2 separate regions of the Sus scrofa genome follow, and region 1 is linked to region 2. The links are chromatin contacts, called in public Hi-C maps. All regions are on one chromosome and are shown on one strand. The core of a region is the stretch at or near the end of the contact, and the rest is flanking DNA. Distances in the headings are between cores, read along the strand shown. Region 1 has its middle 18 kb from the start of FAM46A. Region 2 has its middle 150 kb from the start of RPL18.

Region 1 (6,533 bases), core at 575-3,074, 300 kb after region 2:
CCTAAAAAAGCAAAAAAAAAAAAAAACCCAAAAAACAAAAAAAAAAAACCAAAAACAAAACAAAAAAACACATGTTACCACTTGACTGGTCTAGTCATTAACACCCTAAGTGGAACAATTATAAGGATGAATAAGCCTTTGTCATTGACCTCTCTGGAGCTGCAGTGCAAACATATTTGTATAGGAAGGAGGCATTGTTTTCCCCTTTTAAAGTCGGCTGTGTCTACCTTGGCGAAGTTTAGAGGCTCTGAGCATTTGATGTTGGGAATCCAAAGAAAATACAGCTTGAGAGTGAGGTAGAAGAGTGGCTTGCCAAGATGTGTTTGCACCATTTTCCCTTCCACCTATACCTACTCACAAGTATACCACAGAGGTAACTCCATACTTACTTCATAGTATTAAGTATGGCTTTCTCTCATGAGAATAAATCCACATTGGCTAAATGTATGGGTATTTTTCCTAATAGTCAAACCCAACGATTCCTTTTTGGCCCCCTCCTTGATTCTCCAAAGTGTTTCTGGTGTGTTGTCCTTTGTGAAAGTACTATACCCTCGGAAGCTAAAATCCTCCCTCTAACCCCTACCATAATTGTCTCCATGGGCTAAAATCCTCCCTCTAACCCCTACCATAGTTGTCTCCGTGGGCTAAAAATCCTCCCTCTAACCCCTACCATAGTTGTCTCCGTGGGCTGTTCCTCTCTGCTTCTCACTTCCATGTAGTGGCTCATTTTTCTTTGCTTCCCAGTGATCTATATTTAGATCTCTCTTCTTATAAATTTTACCTTCATCCATGTTTTACAGTATCATATATTAACTAGTGAAGTAGGCTAAAGAATGGGCTCCAAGGATATCAAGTTCCAATCCTTGGAATTTATAGATGTTAGCTGGTAGACAGGATTAAGACAACGGTCTTAACATGGAGAGAGTATCCTGGATTATTTTGCATTACGGAGAGGGGACTTCAGTGTTAACATTTGCCTCTTTAAAAGAGAGAGGGAGATGAAGTTTTGATCTAGAAAGCAGAGGAGAAGACAATGTGAGGCAGAGAGTGGAATAATGAGGTTGCAATCCAGGAAACACCGGCAGCCATCAGAAGCTGGAAGAGGCAAGAAACGGATTCTTCCCCAGGGTCTCCAGAGGGAGGGGGCGTGGCCTGCCAGCACCATGACTTGGGTCCCATGATACTGATTCTGGATTTTGGACCTCTGGCCCCCACAACTGTGAGAGAATATACTTCTGTTGTTTTAAAGTCCAAATTGAACAGCAGCCACAGGAAACTAACAATCAGAAAAACTAAAATCTACCTCTGTAGTTAACCTTTTTTCTGAGCACCAGATCGATAAAACCAAAAATTTCTGGACATCATCAGATTTCTCACTTAATGCTCGTGCTAACCATTACGGAATACTTGCAGTGTGCAGCATAAAGCCTTAGAGAAATATGATTTCATGTAATTCTCATTCTAATACTCACTCCAATCTGATGAGGTAAATGCTTTATTATCTTCATGTTAGAATAAGGGACTTAAGACACAAAGAATATAAGTAGCTGGACCAAGGTTGTAAAGATGGTAAGTATTAGAGCTGGATTTGCAGCCCAGTGTGATCTGGCGTCAGAGTCAATCAGTAACAGTGATCTGCTGCTTCAAATTATCTGATTTTGTGGGCTAGGCAGAGCTTGTGACACATCCAAGCAGCAGTGTCTAGACCCCTGAGGACAGATCACTTTAGATAAAAAATCTTGACAGAACCCCCACAGCCTACAAAGGCTTTGTCCAGTTCTTTGCAGTCATAGAAGGGGCAATTTGCTGCTCTTGTTCAAACAGCAAAGTATCTGAGGCTAGAACACTTCCCAAATCTTATGTAGTTTCAGAATTAGACCCTGCGTCATGAGGGTGCTTTGAGCATGAACTGAATTACTGTTGCCTTCTAAAAGCCTCATGTTTATTAACGAACTCTGTTCACAGAGTGCTATGGCTATCCTATTTCTATGGTCACTCGCCCTAGGTTGCTACTGGGCTCTGGGGCAAAACAGAGAAACTGAAACTGAAAGCATCACCCCATAGTATTTATAGTTTGACCTTGTGTGCCAAGTGTGATACATCTGGAGGCCCGGGACCCTGAGGTGTCCAGGAGGCCCCTCTTGGTTCTTCCCTTAGAGTCACTCTTGAAACGTGGACAGTAAGTACGATAGCTCCAGTATCTTTGTCACCTACTAGGTGCCCAGCAGCTACCCTATGCTATCCATTTAATCCTTTCCACATTTCTGCAAAGCAAGTATTATTGCCGTTATAGAGATGAGGAAACTGACGCTTAAGAGAGGTGAACTAATTTGTCCAAGTTCACAGACCTTTTTGGTGGCAGGGTAGAGCTAGGATTTAAAGGATCAGACAAAATTATTAAACTGGATTAAAGCATTTCTTAACATAATCTAAGTTGCTTCAGGTTGCCTTGGGTGGTGCTGGAGGAGGGGTAGGAGGGAAGAAGGTGCTTCCTGTTTCAGGAAGATGTCCCCTCCATTCTCCAGGGAGACAGATATCATGATTTCTGCCTCTGAGATTGCCTCTGCTTGTGCACAGAGGACTTTAGTGATAACACTTGTATTATTGTTTATGACATATGTATAAGTATCCACAGGTTACCAAGTATACCTTAGCATCAAAGAGTTCTTTCCACCAGTGGGGGAGGGTAGGAACCTGCCCTCATCCTCTAAATTCTGTCTTGGGATATAGACTTTGTGCAGAGGTGGATCTCCTAGGAAGCTAAAGACATTTAAATCTTTGGGGATTCTCATTTGTTCAGGCATATGCTTCTGCAACATTTGGAAAAGTGAAACAATTTAACCATATGCTATCTCTCTCTGTTTGGAATTCCTCTCCACCTCCCTTCACACTGGGTGGTGTCAGATGAGTTGAGGACACTTTGGGTATTTGGTGAATGGCGAATTGAACTGGGAATCCTTTTAGAGTGGGTTTGGTGGGATGTATTTATGTGGATTGCCATTGCTTCCAGGTGTAGCTAAGCTGGGTTACCTGACCTCATGCAGGAGCACTTTCAGAAATACTTCCACTGCCCACTCATATGGGGTCATGGAATAAGGACATAGGATTAGAGGTTTCAATGAGATCTGAGCATGCTCTTATAATGCCAGATGTATGTGGCTATACAGGATTAAAAAAGGTTCCAAATTGTTCAGAGCCAAAAGCTTCCTTATGGAAAGTTCTTCACATCATCCTACATGAAAAATTGTAGGCAAATCTCTGGTTCTCATGGATGAATGTGGTTAACTCAAAAGTTCTCTCCTATCAAGGAGATTCATGAGGGAGCAATCAGAGTTTGCAACCAAAAAACAAAACAAAAAAACAAGAAACGTACTAAAAATATACTAATATACCACAGGGGTATATCAGGAAGGTAATAAAAAAACATTATTTTTATGGAGTTTGTGATGTTTGTGGTATTTTCCAGCGTTTTAAGAATATATTTTGTGGAGATTTCTTATTTATTTATTTGTTTATTTGGCTGCCAATGGCATGTGGAAGTTCCCTCCTGGGTCAGGGATTGAACCCCACAGTGGTGACCCAAGCTGCTGCAAGTGCTCTTTTCTTTTTCTAATTAAATAATCACATTTGTATCTACTGCTTATTATCTTGTACTCTTTCTGTGAAAGAGGGCTCCTGCCATTGTGTAAGTTTCAGATCTCACAAATCTGATATCTGCCTCTATCCCTATGGCCCTTAAAAATGAACTAACTAATCAGATCCTTTGCAAATGGTAGTGGCAGAAGAAAGATGGAAGAATCCAGGCCTGTGGGCTGCCAGGGGAGTGGGCTTGGAATGTACCAGGGCCTTGGACTGTCTGGTTCTGGTGTGAACCATCAGGTCCCAGACACTGCCTGGCTCCCAAGCTTCACTAACACTGTCACTTTTTTTCCTGCAAGGCTGGTCTAATGAAGAGGCAGTTGCTGTCACTTTTTGGAATAGGGAAGCCTTCCCCAACTTGCTACCACATCGAATCTCTTCTCTACCTCCTACTAGGCTTCCAAGGTTTGACATACACACAGGCAGGACTTTCAGCACATGCACATGCGCTCCTATGTTCAGAAAGTTTTTCAGTCTTCAAGCAAAAAGTTCAAGCAAAGTTCTTCAGTCTTCAAACTTGCAAGCAATTTCATCGTAATCCAGTATCCCTTAGTGCTGAGGTTTAGGGGATGCTGAGGAAGATGCGGGCACCTCCATTTTTGAGCATCTCCTATGTCTCAGGCCTCATGCTGTGCACTACATCATGTCCACTCTCAGTTTATCCTCCAACAGAAGAGGCTTAGAAGGGCCACTGAACCTTGGCTGAACAAGATTTCATAGAGATTAGGGCACACAAAAAGTTAAATGACAAGTTAGGAGACAAGGGCTTAAAAAAAAATGGGGGGGCATCTCACCATCATGCCTTGGGCCAGCCCTGCTTTCTACTGTTTTTCCCCAACTCTCGTAAAATGCTGATTACTGCTTCTCCTAATTGCACAGGGCAGGGTAAAATACACTCTACATTACTTCAGATATTAAAAAGAAAAATAACCCCTTGGTGATGAAAGGATGTCCATCTAGCATAAGGAACATAATTGGGATTAAAAGCCAAATGACACCTGAATTTTGACAAAAATCAATTCTCGGGGGAGAAAGGGTTTTCAAAACAACTAGAACCAGACAGTTAAACATTAACTTTCAATGGTTTAGAGTGTTTAGGTTTTGCAATGGTGCGGTTTGGAAGCTCTCCAGCAGAAAAACTATTTTCTTTTAAGAGGAGAGCTCTCTGTAATATTTTCTTTGCTGAAATAATGTGATCCTTAGTGACGTCTTATATGACCCAAACTTTAAATGGACTCATTATTTTAGCTGACCTCATTCTTCCTAGGTTTTTACAGGTCAGCAATGAACTATCAACAGCTTCCTGATAATTAATCCTACTTACCCAAAGAACTGTTAGCCTTCTGGTCTTATCTATCTTAAGAGGAAGCTGTTATGTGCACCAGACTTCCTCAGTGAATAATACAAACCAAACTGAAATTTTGCAGAAAGCTCCAAGACTGTGAAGTTTGAGAATGAAAAAACAGATCAAAAATAATGCTGCTGCCTTCTTCAACTCCTTACTTGCTGAAATTCTGTGGTTTGTCTGGCACAGGAATGGCTTTACAGTACAGTCAGCAGCACAGCTTGTTGGGTCAAGAGAGAATTTCTGGGTGGCTTTATCAAAATGTATGGACATTCGGCACATGCAGTTAGTTGCCTGGGTGGTCCAGTTGAGCAGCTGGAGGAAGGCATCTCAAGTAGCAACTAGTAAAGTTCCCAGTGGAAGTTAATTTCCTACCATTAGAGACTCATTCCTTTGACTAGGAAATCTTTAAGAGTCTGTTATTAAAATAGCACTTCAGTTTTTGGTTGTCACCTATCCTACAGCAAGACAAGTGTCTGATAGGAGGAGAGGAGAGAGGCATGTTTTTACAACAGATGCAGAGGATCCCAGTTGATGAAGGAGAAGGGTGAGGAAATAATAAGCTGGTTTCTTTAAAGGGCAGAGGGAGCAGGGAGTTAATGCTGGTTTCATCTAGCAATTTGTAAATGGGTTGTTTGAACATATAGGTCTTAACATGTTCCTAGATAGTGGGTGTGTACATATGTGTATGTAAAATGAAAAGGCTTACTATTAGTTTCAGCCTCTTGTCAGCATAGTATAAAGTTCCTCAGGCAAGGGCATGACTTATAATTAAAGGATTTCTGCATTTGCAAGTTGCCCATGGCATGTACCCTTTCTTTCCAAGGCAAGCTTCTGAATTTCACTGATGATTTACTATAAATCTATTTCTCATCAGGTCCGAGACTATCCCACATAGCAGATTTAATCCAAGATGCTCAAGTAGATATGGAGAGAGGGACCCATTCAGATGACCTTCTCAATGAGGCAAAATGAAACATAAACATGGCATGTGACCCAGGGCACAAGACATTTTTATTACTCACTGTGGTGATGATGCAAGTTTTTGAACAGTTATGGTGCTGACTTTGTATACTAAACCAAGCAGAGATCAGACTGCATTGCTGAAGAAGTTCGGCAAACCTAGAAGACCTCAAAAGACACTCTCTCTTTCGGAAGAAATAAAGACTGAATAGAGAGTTGATTATTTCCTTCCTTTCATGCAACTTTGTTGTAAATATTCTGAACTTCTTTATAAACTCTGCTAGAGATCTGTCAATGACCCAAAAGAGTAACGCCCAGCTGAAAGGTGAGAGAAAGACCCGCCCTACTGGTGACCAGCAGCTTATGTTCCAATTCTTTTTAAATGTACCCTTAAAAAAAAATGGCTGGTTATCTGTCATTTTCCTATATCAATGGTACAATGTGATTATATTATTACTCTGTATAAGTTATTATAAATAATTTTTTTTAAAGAATGGGCAGGGTATAAATATAGGAAGGCCATACTTAAAATGAAATTAAATGTATCACAGAACTCTGTCTCCTCCTCTCTCTCTCGGCCATGCCT
Region 2 (6,395 bases), core at 2,610-5,109:
CAGGATAAAGGAGCTATTTAGATTTAGTAGAATGTGAATTCCATGTTCAAAAAACATTTTTGCTTTTTCCAATTATTGCTGCAAAAAATTCTTATTTTTCTAGCCAATTTGTATTCCTAACTAGAAACTTTGGGATTTTCTTTATATCTTTGGTTAGTTGACTTTTTTTTTTAGAGTATGTATCCAGGTTTTTGTCTTAAAATCCCACTGTCCTTTATTTGGCTCTTGGTGGGTCCTTCATATTTGATGACATTTTTGTCTCTAGCTCAGAGAAATTTTCTTCTACCATTTCTCTTCTTTTTTCTCCTTCTTCTACATAGTTCCTGCAATCTCTTTATCAAACACCTTTTGGACATATGCTATTTCTTTAAGTTCTCTTTCACTTTTTCCATTACTTTTAATTTCCTATTTTGGGAGATTGCCTTGGTTTATTTTTCAGCTCACTAACTTCAGCTGTATGTCCTTTACTATGCACTTCTTTCACTGCATTTTTGCAAATATATTTTAAATTACATAAATCTCTTTATTGTTCCCTGATTGCTCTCTTTTTCACAGAAGTTTGATATGATAAAAATAGCATTTTCTCTGAAGATGCTAATTCAGATTTTCAAAAATATCTCTTCTGTTCTATTTATGCCATGGTTAGTTATTTTATAAATTCATCTTAGGCTCTATTTTAATGCTGTTAATTTTCCTTACCTTTCCTGGTAATCCTTTGTGGTTCACTAATATTTGGCATAAGTGGCTGACAGGCATTTCCTCTGAAATTCATTTGATTGCTTTTAATAACACAACACATTTATTTTTATCTAGTTATAAACAAATGCATACCCATTGTAGAAGATATATAAAATATAGGAAAATAAAGGACAGAAAAAATCATAGGTCCATTACCTATAAATAACCACTGTTAATATTTTTGTATATTTTCTTCTAACACACACACATGCAGAGATGCACACACACAGTGCCTACCTCTTGCTAATTAAGACACACTGGCACACTTTGGGAAAGACAAGGTTCCTGATGTCATGAAGATCATTAGTCTAGTAGCAAGGAAATATGGAATTAAAACAATCACATAGATTGGGACAGAATTACAAATTGCTATAATCCAGAAAGAAAAAAGACATGGTTTTATGCTTTCATACACAAAATAACAAAAGAAGAGTTCCCATTGTGTCTCAGTGGAATCGAATCTGACAAGTATCCATGAGGATGTGGGTTCAATCCCTGGCCCTGCTCAGTGAGTTAAGGATCTGGCATTGTCATGAGCTGTGGTGTAAGTCACAGACATGGATCAGATCTGGTGTTGTTATGGCTGTGGTGTAGGCTGGCAGCTGTAGCTCTGATTCAACACCTAGCCTGGAAACTTCCTTATGCAGAGGGTTCAGACCTAAAAAAAAGTTAAAAAAGAAAGAGAGAGAGAGAGAGAGAGAGAGAGAGAGAGAGAGAGAGAGAGAGAGAGAGAAAGAAAGAAAGAAAGAAAGAAAGAAAGAAAGAAAGAAAGAAGAAAGAAAAAACTGAACTGAACTTGGATGACAGGGTTTCCTTCCTTATCGATTTACGATTATGTTCTGAGTAGGACATAACTAGGTGAAGAGAGGGAGAAGATAATTTGAGACAGAAGAAAAGAAAAAGATGTGTATATATATTTACCCATCTCTGTAGCAGGAGAGAAAAGTCATAGGCTGGAGTGTGAGCATGAAGGAGAGAAGGATCTGGAAAGATAGTTGGGAGTGAGATGGTGTGGAATCTGTAAGCTGCATTTAAGATTTCTGTCTTTAACTTAAAATCAGTTGAAAGACGTGAAGCAAGGGGATTGGCATGATTTGCTTGACGTTTTGAAAGGATTATTCTGACTGCAGTGAGGATAAGCCATCAGAGGAAGCGAGTGGCTGTCAGGACACGAGTTAGTTTATTACATTCACCCAGGTGAGACATGATGCCTTAAACTTGTGTGGTGACATGGAAGTGGGGAGACACAGTTACAGGGACATGTCAAGGATGCCTTGGATTTCTGACTAACATAACAAATTGATGGGCGTGCTCTACCCCCACAGGTAAGACTGTCCAGGGGACCAGGTCTGCAGGGAGTTTTGAGTTCTGTCTTGCATATGTTAGATTTGCAGACCCTTTGAGACCATCAGGTGAAGATAGTTGATTACTTATGTTTAAGTCTCACAGCCTGAGCTGGATGTGTGATATACATTAGAAACTCACAGTCCTGGAGATGGGAAGTGAAGCCTGGGGAATCGCTTAATGTATGGATCATCTTCCCAAAAAGATGGCATCAGCTTATAATGCATCATTGTGCAAGAGTGCCCGTTTCTTCATGCCTTTCTACTCTGCTTTACTAAATTGTTTGATCTTTTCAAAATGGATAAGTAAAAAATTGTATATGCTTGCTATGTTGGCCTGAATTTTTTTTTTAACTTTTTTTTTAGGGCTGCCCCAATAGCATATGAAGTTCCCAAGCTAGGGGTCAAATCAGAGCTATAGCCGCTGGCCTACACCACAGCCACAGCAACGCCAGATACCATCTGTATTTGCGACCTACAGCACAGCTCATGGCCATGTCGGATCATTTAACCCACTGAGCAAGGCCAGGGATCCAACCCGCATCTTCATGGATGCTAGTTGTGTTTGTTACTGCTGAGCCACGATGGGAATTCCCCGTTGGCCTGAATTTTAAGTGAGGTTGATCATCTGTGTCTACATTTATTAAGCCATTAGTTTTTTTCTATGACTCTATGAAATGTGAAAATATGTTATTCTGGAGAGAAATTTCATGGATTCCATCAGTTCTCAAACTGACCCTCAAATAGTTCAGAACCGTGAATATGGAGTTATCCTGACAAGGAAGTTTAACCTTCCCCACATCAGCCCTGCAAATATTTAATCCCTGCTATCACTGTCCCCTCAAGCCATCTTTCCCACAGGTTACATGTCCTCACTTCATTAACCCTTTTAGTGTCTGTCTTCCCTTTTCTTTTCTTTTCTTTTTATGGCTGCACCTGCAGCACATGGAAGTTCCCAGGCTAGGGGTTGAATTGGAGCTGCAGCTGCTAGACTCTGCCACAGCCACAGCAAAGCAAGATTGGAGTCACATCTGTGACCTACATCAGAGACTGTGGCTACACCAAATCCATAACCCACTGAGCAAGGTCAAGAATCAAACCCAAGTCCTCATGGACGCTATGTCCTGTTCTTAACCTGTTGAACCACAACAGGAACTCATAAACTGAGCCTATGTGCGGCAATGATCATTCTGCCTCGGCTTTGGGATCACCAGTGCAGCCCTTGACACATCTAGCATATTCGACGCTCTTCTTTCTCCTTTTTATGTGCAGAATCTTCCTGCTTCTAATATTTTCCTCTCTAGCAATGTCTTCTTGACACTGCGATGAAAACTCATTCCCTCTAACCTATTAGTTTCTAGATATTCATCTGGCCAAATATTTCTTTCTAATTACAAAAATCAACCTCAGCAAAAGTGTTGGGGATGGGGTCGGGGGCAGGGGGTGGTCTGGGCGAGAAGAAGGTGCACGTCCAGGGCTAGATGCTTCTCTTTGCTGTCCAGGCAGTTTGGTCACTGAAAAGCATTCTTGGGGCTGTCACTAGGGGGAGTGTGTGTCAAATTTTTCACCAGGAAAATGCCAGAAGGGCGGGTTGGAATGCTGGGGCCTAGAAAACACTGAAAACTTAGGAAGGAATTTGTGGGGCTGTATCCTGGCTTTTCCCTGAGTGTGGATCTGGACCCACTGGAAGCACAGCTCTTTGGTGTACGATTCACCTGCAGCCAGGAACTCCAGGGAGAACTGATGGTGGAGGCCAGGGACGGGGAGAGGAGCTGCCTTCTCTCTCTTCTGGGTGGAGGATAGGAAGGGATACACTGTTGCTAGGACTCCTACATATGCTTCCTAAAGCAGGTGTGGCCCCTTTGATCTTGCAGCCGATGTTCAACAAAGGAGATCCTTCACAACATGAGCTCAGGCACCCTGACACCAGAGGGTACCTACTTGGTACACACCACCTTCCTAAAGACAACAGAGGGGAGATAGAAAAGAAAGAAGTGGGGTGGGGAGATATAATCCTTGAACTTATACTTTTTAAATCTTCCTTGGAAATTTGCAATATATTCATTTCCACTCTTGTCTCACTTCATCACTATCTCCTTCTTTAAAGTTTGCACCTTTTTCTGTCTCTGTATCTGTATTTGAAAACAAGCTCAAGTCTGTTTCCCAGTCTAAGAGAGTGCCCCTTCCTCCACCAGATTTCTTGAAAGTGGTCTCATATCCATCATGCTGCATCCATCCAGACCCTCACTAGGCTTTGGGTTCTGCCCACTCCATCACTCCATGGAACTCTTTGGGTCAAGGTCACAAAAGATGGCCTTCATTGGAAACCACAGCTCCTATTCACAACTCCAGCCACAGTCGTGGGGAGGAATTTCTTGTGTTATTCCAGAGATATTTGTGTGTGTGTGTGTGTGTGTATTAATCTATTTCTTAATACCCCCTTTTACATAGATACTAGGCTGGACATACTGTTTTGTACTTTTTTTTTTTGCCTTTTAGGGCCGAACCCACAGCACATGGAAGTTCCCAGTCTAGGGGCCAAATCGGAGCCACAGCTGCTGGCCTACATCACAGTCACAGCAATGGGGGATCTGAGCTGTCTTTGTGAACTACACCACAGCTCGTGGCAACACTGGGTCTTTAACTCACTGAGTGAGGCCAGGGATCGAACCCACAGCTTCATGAATACTAGTCAGATTTGTTTCCACTGCACCACATCGGGAACTCCCTGTACTTTATTTTTTAAATATATACTGCATCTTGGTAACCCTTCTGTATAAGGACATTATTTATTATTTTAAAGTATAAGGTGTCCATCATATCGAGCTAAGCAAGTGTATTTAGCCAGCCTGCTTTTAATGGACATTTATTAGTTTTCAATAGTTTGCTATGACAAACAATGCTGCAAATGAATGAAGTTGTCCATATGTCATTCCATACTGGTGTGAGAATGATTTCAGGAGAGATCCTGAGAATTGGAATTGTTGGATCTAAAGATGGATGTGTTTGTAATTTTAATATATGTTGCTAAATTGTTATTCCTCCTGCCAGAAATATGGGTCAATGTCTGTTTCACTATCCTGCTCAAACATTTTCCTTTTCACTAATTGGGGAGGTGAAAATCAAAAAAAGAACAAAATAATGCCATTTGTTAGCAACATGGATGGAACTAGAGTTTCCCATACTAAGTGAAGTAAGTCAGAAAGAAAAAGACAAATACCATATGAGTTGTTAGCAACATGGATGGAACTAGAGTTTCCCATACTAAGTGAAGTAAGTCAGAAAGAAAAAGACAAATACCATATGATATCACTTATATCTGGAATCTAACATATGGCACAAATGAGCCTATCTACAGAAAAGAAACAAATTCATGGACTTGGAGAACAGACTTGTGGTTGCTGAAGGGGAGGAAGAGCGAATGGGATGGACTGGGAGTTTGGGGTTAATAGATGCAAACTATTGCATTTGGAGTGGATAAGCAATGAGATCCTGCTGTATAGCACAAGGAACTGTATCTAGTCACTTGTGATGGAACACACTGGAGGACAATGTGAGAAAAAGAATATGTGTATATGTGTATATGTGATGGATATGAGACTGGGTCACTTTGTTATACAACAGAAATTGATAGAACATTGTAAGTCAACTATAATAGAAGAATAAAAATGTTAAAAAAGAAAAAAAGCAGTATCTCTGAGTTTTAACTGAGGATCTTGTCTTATGTTTAAGATCCATTTAAGACAGAGTATTTTCTAAAGATGAATCAGATTGTGTAACACATTTGTGATATTTCCAATAGCTCCCATCGACTTTGAGATATGGTTCAAACCCTTGAGATGGCCTTTCCTCTCCTTTGGACCTGCTTTGTCACATCACCTGGTTCCCACGCTCAGCCCTGCAGGCTCATTGAGTGACTTTCTATTCTTGGAGCACTGTACTTGATTTCTCACGCCTCAGTCTGCATTGTCCTCCAGCCCAGGTCGCAGGTGGTGAATAACTGTTGTCTATCAGCCTCTGCTCCTCAGGGAAGTCTTCTGGGCTTTCCGCCCCCAAGTGACCTGCACTTAGATCTATCAGGTCCTTGTGATTTCTCTGTCTCTAGCATTCTTGACAGGATGTTGGCCCTTGATAAATATTTGTTGAGTGGATAAAAGGCCGACAACTAAACAGATTTTTGTAAGCTGGATTTCTAAGCTACCAAATGAAAATTTCTAGATACACTTATCCTTGTTCTCTTGCTCCCTGTGCATTTTCTTCTCCTTTTTCACCTCCCCCCTCCCTCCGAAATTAAAACAACCATGGAAATAAATG

Evidence for each region. Hi-C and Micro-C count contacts between places; a contact is called where the count stands out from the background.
Region 1: a contact with region 2 is called in a Hi-C map of retroperitoneal adipose tissue, with 1.8 times the contacts expected there. The contact joins two enhancer-like sites. A contact is called at or near these places in 9 of 47 Hi-C or Micro-C datasets (epiblast stem cells, fetal heart ventricle, fetal liver and 6 more) and 1 of 2 datasets of contacts at active chromatin or transcription factors (alveolar macrophages).

Annotation. Positions count from the first base shown.
Region 1 is chr1:84,524,082-84,530,614 of Sscrofa11.1, forward strand. No RefSeq gene overlaps it. Among named protein-coding and RNA genes, the nearest start is that of FAM46A, 18 kb to the right of the region's middle. Within about 2 kb of position 1,825, at least 9 of the 83 cell types and tissues checked have an H3K27ac peak or open chromatin away from gene starts, as enhancers often do. A contact at or near this core is called in retroperitoneal adipose tissue, where this site is marked.
Region 2 is chr1:84,222,157-84,228,551 of Sscrofa11.1, forward strand. No RefSeq gene overlaps it. Among named protein-coding and RNA genes, the nearest start is that of RPL18, 150 kb to the right of the region's middle. Within about 2 kb of position 3,860, at least 6 of the 83 cell types and tissues checked have an H3K27ac peak or open chromatin away from gene starts, as enhancers often do. A contact at or near this core is called in retroperitoneal adipose tissue, where this site is marked.